Linked DNA regions of Sus scrofa: region 2 is linked to region 1. Evidence: chromatin contacts called from public Hi-C data. All regions are on one chromosome and are shown on one strand. Each heading gives the region's core, a stretch centred on a gene start, on an enhancer-like site or on the middle of the called end of the contact. The rest is flanking DNA. Distances are from core to core; before and after follow the strand shown. Region 1 holds the start of SHCBP1L (testicular spindle-associated protein SHCBP1L). Region 2 holds the start of LAMC1 (laminin subunit gamma 1).

Evidence for each region. Hi-C and Micro-C count contacts between places; a contact is called where the count stands out from the background.
Region 2: a contact with region 1 is called in a Hi-C map of skeletal muscle, with 10 times the contacts expected there. The contact joins the promoter of LAMC1 here to the promoter of SHCBP1L in region 1. A contact is called at or near these places in 14 of 47 Hi-C or Micro-C datasets (alveolar macrophages, embryonic fibroblasts, fetal liver and 10 more) and 1 of 2 datasets of contacts at active chromatin or transcription factors (skeletal muscle).

Annotation. Positions count from the first base shown.
Region 1 is chr9:124,218,254-124,224,005 of Sscrofa11.1, forward strand. SHCBP1L (testicular spindle-associated protein SHCBP1L) reads right to left here and starts at 3,597. Exons shown (of 10, transcript XM_021063784.1): 1 at 2,863-3,597; 2 at 596-745. The coding sequence starts at 3,267.
Region 2 is chr9:124,280,290-124,286,041 of Sscrofa11.1, forward strand. LAMC1 (laminin subunit gamma 1) reads left to right here and starts at 3,379. Exons shown (of 29, transcript NM_001271715.1): 1 at 3,379-3,793. The coding sequence starts at 3,379.

The DNA.
Region 1 (5,752 bases), core at 2,347-4,846:
TTATGATGGTAAATATTAATTTCTATACAAGGATAACTGACCTTTAAGGGAGTCAAATTTATGAGGTCAAGTATGCCACAATATTTAACCTACAGACCTATAAAAGCAAAATCTTCTCAGATGAAAGCTTGGAAGTAGATTATTATACTAAAAGGGCACTTTTCATAGGGAAAAGTTTCACATTTTACCCACAGTTTTCTGATCCATTTTTTTCTTTCCTAATCTATCTAAACCTCATAATTCAGAAAAATGAAAATTAAAGAGAAATGATTGGGGAAAAGGTCCAAGTTAGTTAAAGCCTAAATTACTAATTTTTAAGAGATGTGCTTTTGTTATTTTTACAAGATTTGAGCAGTTGAAACTAGTTTAATAAATATAATACTATTAGATTTGATTTAATATAATAGTTTACAGGAAAATCGGTGCTAATATTCCTCCTTACTTTCTTTTACACTATTAATCTGCTTAGAGAATTAAAGTAGAAGTAAACGTTTGTCAACTTTTAAGTATCAAAGCCTCAATAAGGTTATAGTTTGGTCTTAAAAAGAACTGATAATTTCACCCAAAGAACAAAAATCAGGTGAAAATTATTTACCTCAACCAGTATACCAACAAAAGGGATAGAAGCTTCTTCATACTTCACAAAGAATAACTCAGGATTAGTCTTCCAGACTCCAAGCCATTTGTCTTTCAACTTTAATTTCTCTGATAGATATTTACTCATGGCGTCATCAGCTTCTTCTGCCTAGCAAGAGAAAAAATACATATGTATAAATATATTAAATTATAGATTTATATATAACTATTTTTACTGATTTCTAGTTAAAAATGAAACCAATATACCCTCAAAGATTGAAAAACCTGGGAAATTATCAATGAAAAATATAAACAAAAAATTAAAGTACTGTAATTATACATATAAAACATAGTAATTATTTTTTAAAACTTAGTAATTATTTTTTCTAAACTTCAAGATGTAATGATCTATTTAAAACTTAGTACATAAAAATTTTAAATGGAAATCATTCTATAAAACAAATAAGCATATTAAGCATTCAATAAATATTTGGCTATTTGATTTTTTACATTTCAATTCAGCTACCTCAAGGATGATAAGTAATCTAAGCTATTATGAAACTCGGTCATTAGTCTCTGACTGATTAATGACACAACACAGTAATTTATGGAAATGTTTTTCAATTGCCTTTAAGAGGTCTAGCCTTCTCTGACCCTTAACATTAGATATAAGTTGGTCATTAAATACCATGCTAGCTTTATGGTAATGGTATTTTTAAAAATAAAATTTTCTTCTCATTATAAAATATGATTAACCTACAGAAAATCTGAAAAAATAGACAATATAAGGAAAACAAAAACCACCCCTAATCCTGGCAGCCAAAATAACCATTGTTGACATTTTGGTGCATTTCCTTCCTGTCTTTTTTCTATGCATTTATTCATCTACACAATGAATCATATTTTTATTTTGTCTTTTTTTTTTTTAACTTAACATTATAGCATAAGTATATCTATAGCTCCTGAAGAATATAGCTACTACATCTGCATGGTTTTCCATTATATGAAGCCACCACAGTTCTTTATAGCCCCCATTCAGAAATTTAGTTTCCAGTTTTTAAATTTTATAAATGTCAGTGCAGTGAAATCCTTCTACACAAATTCTTCTGCTATAACTTAAAAGAAAAAAAAAAGAGTTCCTACTGTGGCTCAGTGGTAACGAATCCGACTAGTATCCATGAGGACTCGGCTTTGATCCCTGGCCTCACTCACTGGGTTAAGTATCTGGTGTTGCCATGAGCTGTGGTGTAGGTTGCAGGGGCGCCTCAAATCTGGCACTGCAGTGGCTGTGGTGTAGGGCCATAGCTGCAGCTGTGATTAGACTCCTAGCCTGGGGACTTCCATATGCCACATGTGAGGCCTTAAAACGCAAAAAATAAAAAAGTTAGAAATATACAATATTTGCTCTATTTTCTTTACAAAGCCTCATTCCACATCCTAGACTGATGTCTGGGAATGATTCTTAAAGTGTAAACGTTTTTAGTATTGTGTAAAAGTCAAGGCTAAATAATCTTATCCTTCTGTTTGGGCACACTTTTTTTTTTTTTTTTTTTTTTTTGATCTTTTAGGGCTACACTTGCGGCATATGGAAGTTCCCAGGCTAGGGGCTGAATTGGAGCTAGAGCTGTTGGCTTATGCCACAGCCACTGCAACGCTGGTGCCTTAACCCACTGAGCTAGGCCAGGGATAGAACCTGCATCTTCATGGATACTAGAAAAGTTCCTTACCGCTGAGCCACAGCAGGAACTCCCTGGGCACTGATTGTTATATGAAAACAAGATGCCTACCTGGGCACTAATAAGGTCTATCTATCTTCAACCATCGGAAAACCAGAGAATTATTCTATCAAAACTGTCCCCTTAACTGATATATCGTCTGTTTGAAGGAAAATCTAATTGTAACTCTTTTAACAGGGTCTGGATACCTCTAACAAAGTGAAATCCCTATAAATGTTTAGCACATGTATTTTGTTGAAATGCAAGCTTTTCTTTCTTTCTTTCTTTTTTTTTTTTCTTTTTTTTTTTGCCACTCTGCGGCATATTGGAGCTCCAGGGTCAAGGATGAGATCCAAGCCGCAACCGCGGCAATGCAGGATGCTGTGCCCGCTGTGCGGGACAGGGGACGCAACCCGCGTCCCAGCGCTCCCAAGAGGCTGCCCATCCTGTCGCGCCACAGCGGGAGCTCTGAAATGTAGGCTTTCTTTGTGCCCTCGGTACCCCATCACCACAAAAGGAAGCCCCGAGTCCGTCTAGGCTGGATTCCCGCCCTTCTCCGTCTCCTTCTCACCTTGCAGTCCTGCAGGATCCCGTCGCAATACAGCGCCACCTTCTCGTCCCGCCACATCCCCCTCGTAGGGGACACGCAGACTGGGGGCAGCGGCTGCGCCTCTTCGTCATCCTCCTCCAGCACCGACAGAAGGGGCTCCTCCTTCTCGTCGGGCCCCTCCCCCGGGCCCTCGGCCTGAGAGACCGACAGGAGCTGGAGTCGCCGCCGGGCCGCCTCCCGGCCCGCTTTCCCCTTCACGCGACGAGGGGAGGCCACCACCGACCGCACCGGGGACACGACGCTCTTCAGGGTCCCTGCCGCCTCCAACTCCCCAGTGGGCGCGGAGACAGTCTTCTCGCCTCGCCGGCCGGGGCTGACGGTTCGGACCGAGTCTTCAGGCACCGCGGGCCTGGGTCCCGACGCCATGGCCGCAGCACCCTGACGGCCAGCGGCGGCCGTTGGCCACTTCTCCCGCCCGGACGGCGCGGGCCAATGGGCGAGCAGAGGCCTCAGGGCCCGCAACGTGCGCGGCGGCGGCTCGCGGGGATCCCGCTGCGGCGTGGGGCGCTCGGCGCGGCCCGTGTCCGAAGGGGTTCTGGAGGTTGAGGTGAGTAGGGCTGCTGCGGGGCGGGCGCGACGGGGCGGGGCGGAAGGAAGGTTCTGGAAGAGTTGGACCGCGTGGCCTGAGGCGGGGGAGGGGCGCCACTGCTCTGGGAGTCCGCCCCCCGGCTGCTGGCTCTGACCTCACCCCGCTCGCCTCAGAACTCTCCAGAAACAGAATTGCCTCCTCGGGGAGGGTTGCCATGGGCTCCTCAGGCGTTTTCAGGGTGACCCTGAGTCGCCCTCCGGGTCCTCAGGTCCGAACAAGCGGAGGCAGCACCCAACCCTCCAGCACACCCATGGCCGCACAGACACAGCCTGAAAGAAAATTTATTGGTAAACTGGGTGGCGATGATAACTGGAACTTTCTGGTGATTACTAGAGGAACTTCGTGGGGAGTCCGGAGACCTCGGTTTCCCGCAGCATCTGCACAGGGTTCCCAAAATAAAATTTCTTTGACATTTTAAGCAAGACAGTTTCTGCCAAGAAGGGTAAGGTAGTCTATTTTCATGTCCCTTTGTGCTGCTGAAAATTCTCACGTGAGAGACTATATTATGTAACTGTGAAGCTGGGCGCTCGTGTCCAGCTGAGAGTAATGTGCGCGAACTGTGAACACTTTCACAGTAAAAGTCTACTCCACGGAATACAATTTGGACGGCAGGGACCACTCGTTTCTGTTTTTTTTTTTTTTTTTTTTTTTTTTGCTATTGAACCTAAGCGGAGCCAATTGGAATAACTTTTGTTTATAGTCCAGCTGTGAAGTACTGCACTGGGGCTGACAGCTCCCACGGAGAGAAACAGCATTGGGAAAACACCTGCCTGCCTTCACCCTCATCTGGAAGGACATTGTGTTAAATTTGGAGTTTATTTTGAGGAAAATATTAGGATTAATATCGTGTTACTCTAGCTCAGGGAATAATTACAACATTCATCATGTTTGACTCTTAAGTTTATTACTTTCTTTTTTTTTTTTTTTCTTTTTAGGGCCGTAGCTGCAGCTATGGAAGCTTCCAGGCTAGGGGTGAAATTGGAGCTACAGCTGCTGGCCGACACTCGACAGCAATGCCAGATCCCAGCCATCTCTCGCCACCTACACCAGGGCTCATGGCAGTGTTGACTAAGCTGGGCCAGGGATGGAAACTGCATCCTCATGGATACTAGTCAGGTTCATAACCCGCTGAGCCTCCAAGTTTATTCCTTAAAGTTGATTCCTCTAAGTTTATTCCTTCCTCTAAACTTCCTCTAAGTTTATTCCTTTTGTCAGAAGTCCTGGATTTTTTTTTAATGATTCTCTAATTATAGATTTCATTTACCACAAGTGGATAGTTTACACCAGCATTCTTCAGAACGTTGGTTTTAATAAATTTTGTATTTTTTTTAAATTCCAAGGTTCAGAATAATAGAGACCACTTGTCTTAGTCTAAAGTTTAAAAACAACAGCTGCCTCCCAGGGGAAGGAAGGAAGAAAGGGAGGGAGAGAGGAAGGGAGGGAAGGGAAAAGAAAACAAGTATTTGTAAGGGAGCTGCTATGTGCCAGGCAATGCATAGATACCGAAGTTCTAGACATAAAATACAAAATTCTGTTCTCATAATCCTAGTGAAGGGGACAAATGGGTAAATAGGTGATAGAATTTGGTAAAAACTATGATAAAAACTTATATATACGCACACACATCTATGTTTTAATATATGTGTGTTCCCCACTTTGTGAGAAGAACTGACTTTCCTTCTCAGAAGAAGTGATGCTTAAGCCGAATCTTGGTTATGAAAGCAGTGTCTGTTCCCTGACCCTTTAAAATGGAGCCAGGAGGCCATTGAGGTGGACCTCGCTCGTGTCCTCTCTGGTGGACCATAAACTCTTGAACCAGGCCGAACCACAAATACATTGGACCTTGAGCAGTGTGGGATTTTAGGGTAACAAGGCCCACACAATCAAAAATCCACATATACCTTTACAGCTGGCCCTCTGTCTCTGCAGTTTTGCATCCACAGATTTAACAAGCCAATGGAAGCCTTTGTAATGCACAATGCCCTTTTTTGTCTTTTTCCCCCCTTTTTCCATTTTTTGCCCCTGACTTTTGCTCCCTGATGGGACACTGTTTGGGTTGCAATTCTATGTAATTCTTTGATCCCAAGTAAATATTTTTTGCCTGATTATTGCCTCCTAGGTTAATTTAGATTGACAGAGTCACCTTCCTTTCCTCCTAGTGTTGACTATAGATGCAAAGTTGGGCTCAGAATTAAGAGAAACTGAAGGGTCCCATGCTGCAAAACCTCTGTCTTACAAAAAGGAGAGAGGAAAAACAGTTCA
Region 2 (5,752 bases), core at 2,129-4,628, 62 kb after region 1:
TGGTAATGGCAACCTCTTTCCTAGGAGGACTGCTTCTCTGAAACTCCATGGTTTCCTGGTGGGCTGCTTAATCACATTACTCTATTCACCTCATGAAGGGTGGGTATGCTCAGGAATTTGCAGTGACCCAAGTCAAGGAAATCAGCATCCTTTCTTGAAGTTAGTCATACAGATCCTGATAGGGAGAAATCTCTTTTCTCTGGAGTTCAAAGAGGAATTTAAGAAAAAAAAAAAAATTGACGGTACATCTCCTCTCTCATCCTACCCTTCTTGCAGCATAGAGGCACTGGTGATTGGGCACTTACACCATCTTTTATTCTTCTCCTTTCTTACTTTTTCTTTTTTTGTTGCCCACACCCACGGAATATCGAAGTTCCCAGGCCAGGGAAGGAATCTGAGCCACAGTTGCAGCCCACACCACAGCTTTGGCAATGCCAGATCCTTAACCCTTTATGCTACAGTGGGAGCCTCCTAAGACCATCTTTTTAGGGATCTGAATTCATCTCTCCCACCTTCAAAATTTTCTTCTCAGCACATTTTTCATCACATTTGTTTACTAGAAAATGGAGTCTTTAAGCAGTTAAGAACATGTATTAAAGGGCTCCAGAATTTTTTTAAAAAAGGCTACTTGAAGTGAGAGAAAATCTCACCACTTTCACTTAAGAACAAAACAAAACAAAACCAAACAAAGTCTACTTGGTCAACAGTGACATCTCCAAGTACTTAAAATACTTAATTTGGCAGAGTTCCCTGGTGACCTAGTCATTAAGGATTTTGCATTGTCACTGCTGTGACTTGGGTTCCATGGCCCAGGAATATGCCACAGGTATGGCCAAAAAAAAAAATCCTAAAAACAAACAACTCCCCCAAACAACCCCAACGACAACTTAACTTTTTATTATCAAAGATAAAATTAGTGTTTAAATTTCCCAAATTGTCTTAAAATTTGTTTTAACCTTTGGTTAAAATTTTTCTCATCAAGCACATTGGCTTGTTACAATTTTATCTCTCTTCAAAATAGGTATCTCCTTGTCACACCCCTGTGATGGGTAACAGAATTCAGAAATCAGTTTAAAGTCTCTTTATGGGCTTTACAAATACCAGACGAGGTTCTGGTAATGAAACTGTGGGGTAGATAAACGTAAGTAATAGCTTGAAGTTGCCCTTGGACATTGGAACTCAAGGGAACACTGACAAGGAAATATGTAAATTTGCAGCCTTTGGAGTCTCCTTACCTTTAACTGTTTGACCAGGGGGAAAACAAAAGGAGACCCACTGTTTGGTTTGCTATTACCTAATAAAATACTTAAAATTTATAAGACAAATGCATTAATATATGTATTTAAATATACTTATTAAAATTATCTGTAGCTTTATTCACAACTGAAATCCTTATCTTTGTCCTTTATGCCCTCGTCTGTTCTCAAGAACAATCAAGGACCGAGAGAGACTGTCATCCCCTCTAAGTATAAATGAATGCATTTATTTTATTCCCAGGCAAACATGAAAGGATTAAAACATTGTTACAGTTCCACAGCTTTCTTCACCCAAAGAGTCAATGGCAAGGGGTGAGCAGTTAGAGACTCAGCCATGCATAATCTCCACCCATCTCATCAAATAAATTAAAAATATAAGTGGTCTATGTATATCCTAAGCAGACTCACCATTTTGGTAAGTCCCCTAACCCATCGTCCTCCCATTATCCTTAAGGTCCTCCTAGATTTAACACTGACCCCAACCAACCACAGTAACCTAACATTTACTTATTTCATTTTATCACATTCCCATTACCCCTCTCTTAACAGGACTACTGGGTCCAAAACTAGGTATGCCTCCCACTCCTCCCCAGCGTATTTATTATTCTCACTTTACTGTTAGGATCGATTTTTTTTTTTTTTTCCTCAAACCGTCTCAAGAGCATCCCGAAGAACACCCACTTTGCTTGGGGACGCCAAAAGTTTAAAACCCGCCGCCCTCGGGCCATCCACTTTTACAGCACCCTCCCTTCGCGTCTTTGCCTGTCGTATCAGCACTGGGTAAGCGCCCAGGTTCTGATCTCGGACTAAACCTCATGATCTTCTGGCTCAGGTTCTGTGAACTGAGTCATTCTGGCACGGAGAATATTCCGTGACTCAGCAGGCCCGAAAAGGAGGATGTCAGAGCCAGATAATTTCGAGTCTTTTAAAGGCAAGCTGGGGAACATAAACAACACAGTGGAAGAATTTCGCAGTGGGTCTGCGTACCCAAGGGAAAAATGTCATTCCATTCCCAGCCTTTTCACTTCCTTCCATGCCCCTGTTAAACGACTGGTTATACTTTAATTCAGAGGCAGGAAACCGGCTTCAGAAAACTCATTTTGATGCTTCGACCAGGCCCTTTATTCTCTGGGGACCGTGGCAGCCCCCTGACACCCCGGGACCTCTCCTCGGAAAGCTCTGGAGCCAGCCCCGCGCAGCTGAGGCCATTCCCGGGGCGGCCGGCTTGGGTAGGAGTCTGCGGGCAGTCCCCGCGTTTAGGTCCCTCGGGTCCCCGCCCCAGGGCGCGGCCCACTGGACTCAGGGACCGACACCTGGCGGGGCGGGGATCCGCGTTTCAGCGGCCCGGGTGCCGGGCCCAAAGGCCCACGCCGAGCGACATCGCCGATTTGGCGTCGCCCCTTTTACGCGCCCTTCGTTGACCCCTCCCGAAATCGGAGTCTCCGTGGACAGGACCCCGGGGTACCCCGGCGTCTCCCTCCTGCGGGGCGCTGGCTCTCCGCAGCCTCCCCTTCCCTCCCGGCATGCACCGCCCCGCCGTCCCTCCCTCCCTACTCCTCCCGCTTCCCGGCTCCCCGCCCACCCCTCGCGCCCCTCAAGGCCCCTCCCCCGCCGATCGCGCGCCGCGGGCCCGAGCACGAGATGCCGCCGCCCCCGCCGCCGCCGCCGCGAGTCGCCGGGGCGGACGCGCAGTCCACGGCGCGCGGAGAGTGGAGGAGCAGCTGCGGGGGCCGCGCGAACTGCTGAAAGACGCCTGGTTTGGGCTTTCTCTTGGCCAGACCCCACCCAACCCTGCCGATCCCACCCCCTGCTCCTTCCTCCTCGGGGGCGCGCACTTGGGCACGCGCTCGGAAGTCGGGGGTCGGCGGCGAGTGCGGGCTGTGTCCCGGGTAGGTGCGGGAAGCGCGGAGGCGGCGCGCGGGGCAGTGGTCAGCGAGCCGTGCAGTCCTCGCTAGGGGCACCCACCGGCCCGTCTCTTCGGCGCGAGCCCCCGCCACCGCCCGTCCGGAGAGTCCGGCGCCTGGGCCCCGAGGCTCAGCCAGCGGAGCGGCCTCCGAGGGACGCCGCCGGGCTGGAGCAACGCGCCCTTGCCTTTGCTGTGGCCCTGAGCGCGGGCGGCGGGATGAGCAGCAGCACGAGGGCCGCGCCGGCGCTGCGGCCACGGGGCCGCCTCTGGCCAGTGTTGGTTGTGCTGGCGGCCGCCACGGCCGGCTGCGCCCGGGCAGCCATGGACGAGTGCACGGACGAGGGCGGGCGGGCGCAACGCTGCATGCCCGAGTTCGTCAACGCCGCCTTCAACGTGACCGTGGTGGCCACCAACACGTGCGGGACTCCGCCTGAGGAGTACTGTGTGCAGACCGGGGTGACCGGGGTCACCAAGTCCTGTCACCTGTGCGACGCCGGGCAGCCCCACCTGCAGCACGGGGCAGCCTTCCTGACCGACTACAACAACCAGGCCGACACCACCTGGTGGCAGAGCCAGACCATGCTGGCCGGCGTGCAGTACCCCAACTCCATCAACCTCACGCTGCACCTGGGTAAGCGGTGACAGCCCTGTCCCCTACTACTGCTCGCCAGCAGCTCAGCTCCCTGGCCCGCTTCACCTTTGAATCAAAGCGGGGTCCAAACAGCCGCATGCTGGCTTTCTGCTCCCCGGCATGGGCCACTCAGAGGTTCCCTTCTCCACCTTCTAAACGTCCCGCTAGCCAAGAGGCTTCCCGCCAGCATCTCTTTGCCTTCCTACTCTTAACCGGGGTTTTCTCTCCCTTGATTATTTGTCATTTCGGCCGTTTTGTTCATTCTTTTCCGAAACGTTAATCGCTTGTTCTCTTTAAGCACTTCTACCTTGTTTAAATGTTTTTCTCTCCCGCGTTGAGGATGATTGCTGTTTGCTCTGCTGAATAAGCTAGAGAGGAAAGGGTCTAAGGGGATTTGAGGGGAGCAAATGCCTTTACTGTCGCTGTTGCCTATGTGTAATTAAAATAGACGTTCAACTTTAAAGTTATTGTTCTTTAAGGTTGTTCAACTTTAATTGAGGGTCCCAAAGCGATTTCACTGCTAATCTTGGGACAGAGAAAACAAAAGGAGGTTTCTGCAACTCGCTGTGGTTGTTGGGTACAGTTTTGTCCTGGATAAAAAGGCTCTCCTTACTGTCTTCCCTTTTGCTTTGATTCAAAGTAAGTGTGGAAAGATGTGTAAATAACCTTTTAGAAATCAGGAAAGGGATGTATAGAAAACTTCACTGCTGGGTGGTGGACGAGGATGGACATGTTGTTGCCACAGTATTACAGATCATGTTTGATCTGGGTCAGTTTTTCTTCATCAGTGAAATAGACAAGTGCAGTGATTCATTATTGTGTTTAACAGAGTAACATGCGAGAAACTGACATTTGAGGTGTAGAGCTTCACTCTCTGTGGCCTTGAAAGATGTGATTTTACCGTAGCTGATAGCAATGAACTTCCAGAGAGAACAGAGTGCCAAGCCATTCTTCTGTCAAGGCAGGTTAATTCTGTAAGGCTAGTAACATTATTTGGGGAACCTCTGAAAGGAATGTTTGGTAGGCACATGGTTCTTTTGGTTGTGGTTTTGTACTTTTCTTTCCACTGTTCTCTGGTACATTAATTACACTTTATGTAAGTGTCAAGATTCCAGAGAAAGAATATGATTTATAAAAGTACTTTGAAAAGCGGAGTTAAATTACTGTGTATGGAGTAAGTTTTAGAAAAGCAGTGTTTAGCATCTTCTTAGTAAATATTTTATTTGTAGATAAGTCATTAGAAAGATGAAACTTCTTGAAAATAAGTTCATCAATGAAACTGACGCACCTGTTTTTCAGAGATGGAAGAAGAAAACTGAGTTCAGTTTTTCAGAGGTATTGGAAACAGAACTAAGCAGTGTCTTGGAATGTGTATGTGCCTTTTTAAAGATTTTGCAAGTGACCTAGGGCCTCCTAAGACTTTGTGGGGATGCTCTTTAGCTATTTTCTCCTAAGTGTTACATTTTTAAACTGGGCCAAAATTATTTATGAAATTTGTATTCAGTTATTTTAAAATTTTGTTTTGGTAAAGTGTTGCATTTTGAATGCCCACGAAGTCTTATTTTAATCTCTTTTGAAATAGTAAAAATTTCAAAGCAAAAGCCTGGCCTTGATGTCTCAAATACCTGAGATGCAATTGAAAATGTCTGACTAAGCATCTCTTATTTAGGGAAAGACCAGGCTGTCAGTCTTGGCCTTCTGAATTTTCTGCTGTGAGCACTGTGTAGCAAAAGGTTATTTCAGGTGATTGTAGAGGTGGGTAGATTACTTGGTGATCACTTCCCTGTTACCAAGATAATGTGTTCGCTAAGACAGTATCTGTCAAGTTAGGTTGCTGGTACTGTGAGGCAGATATATGAGCTTTGGATCCTAGTGATTAAAAGGGCTAAAGAGATCTTAGCTAGAACTCTTAACGTGACTTTTTACACTAAAAATGTTACGTGAACTTGTTTTGCTGAA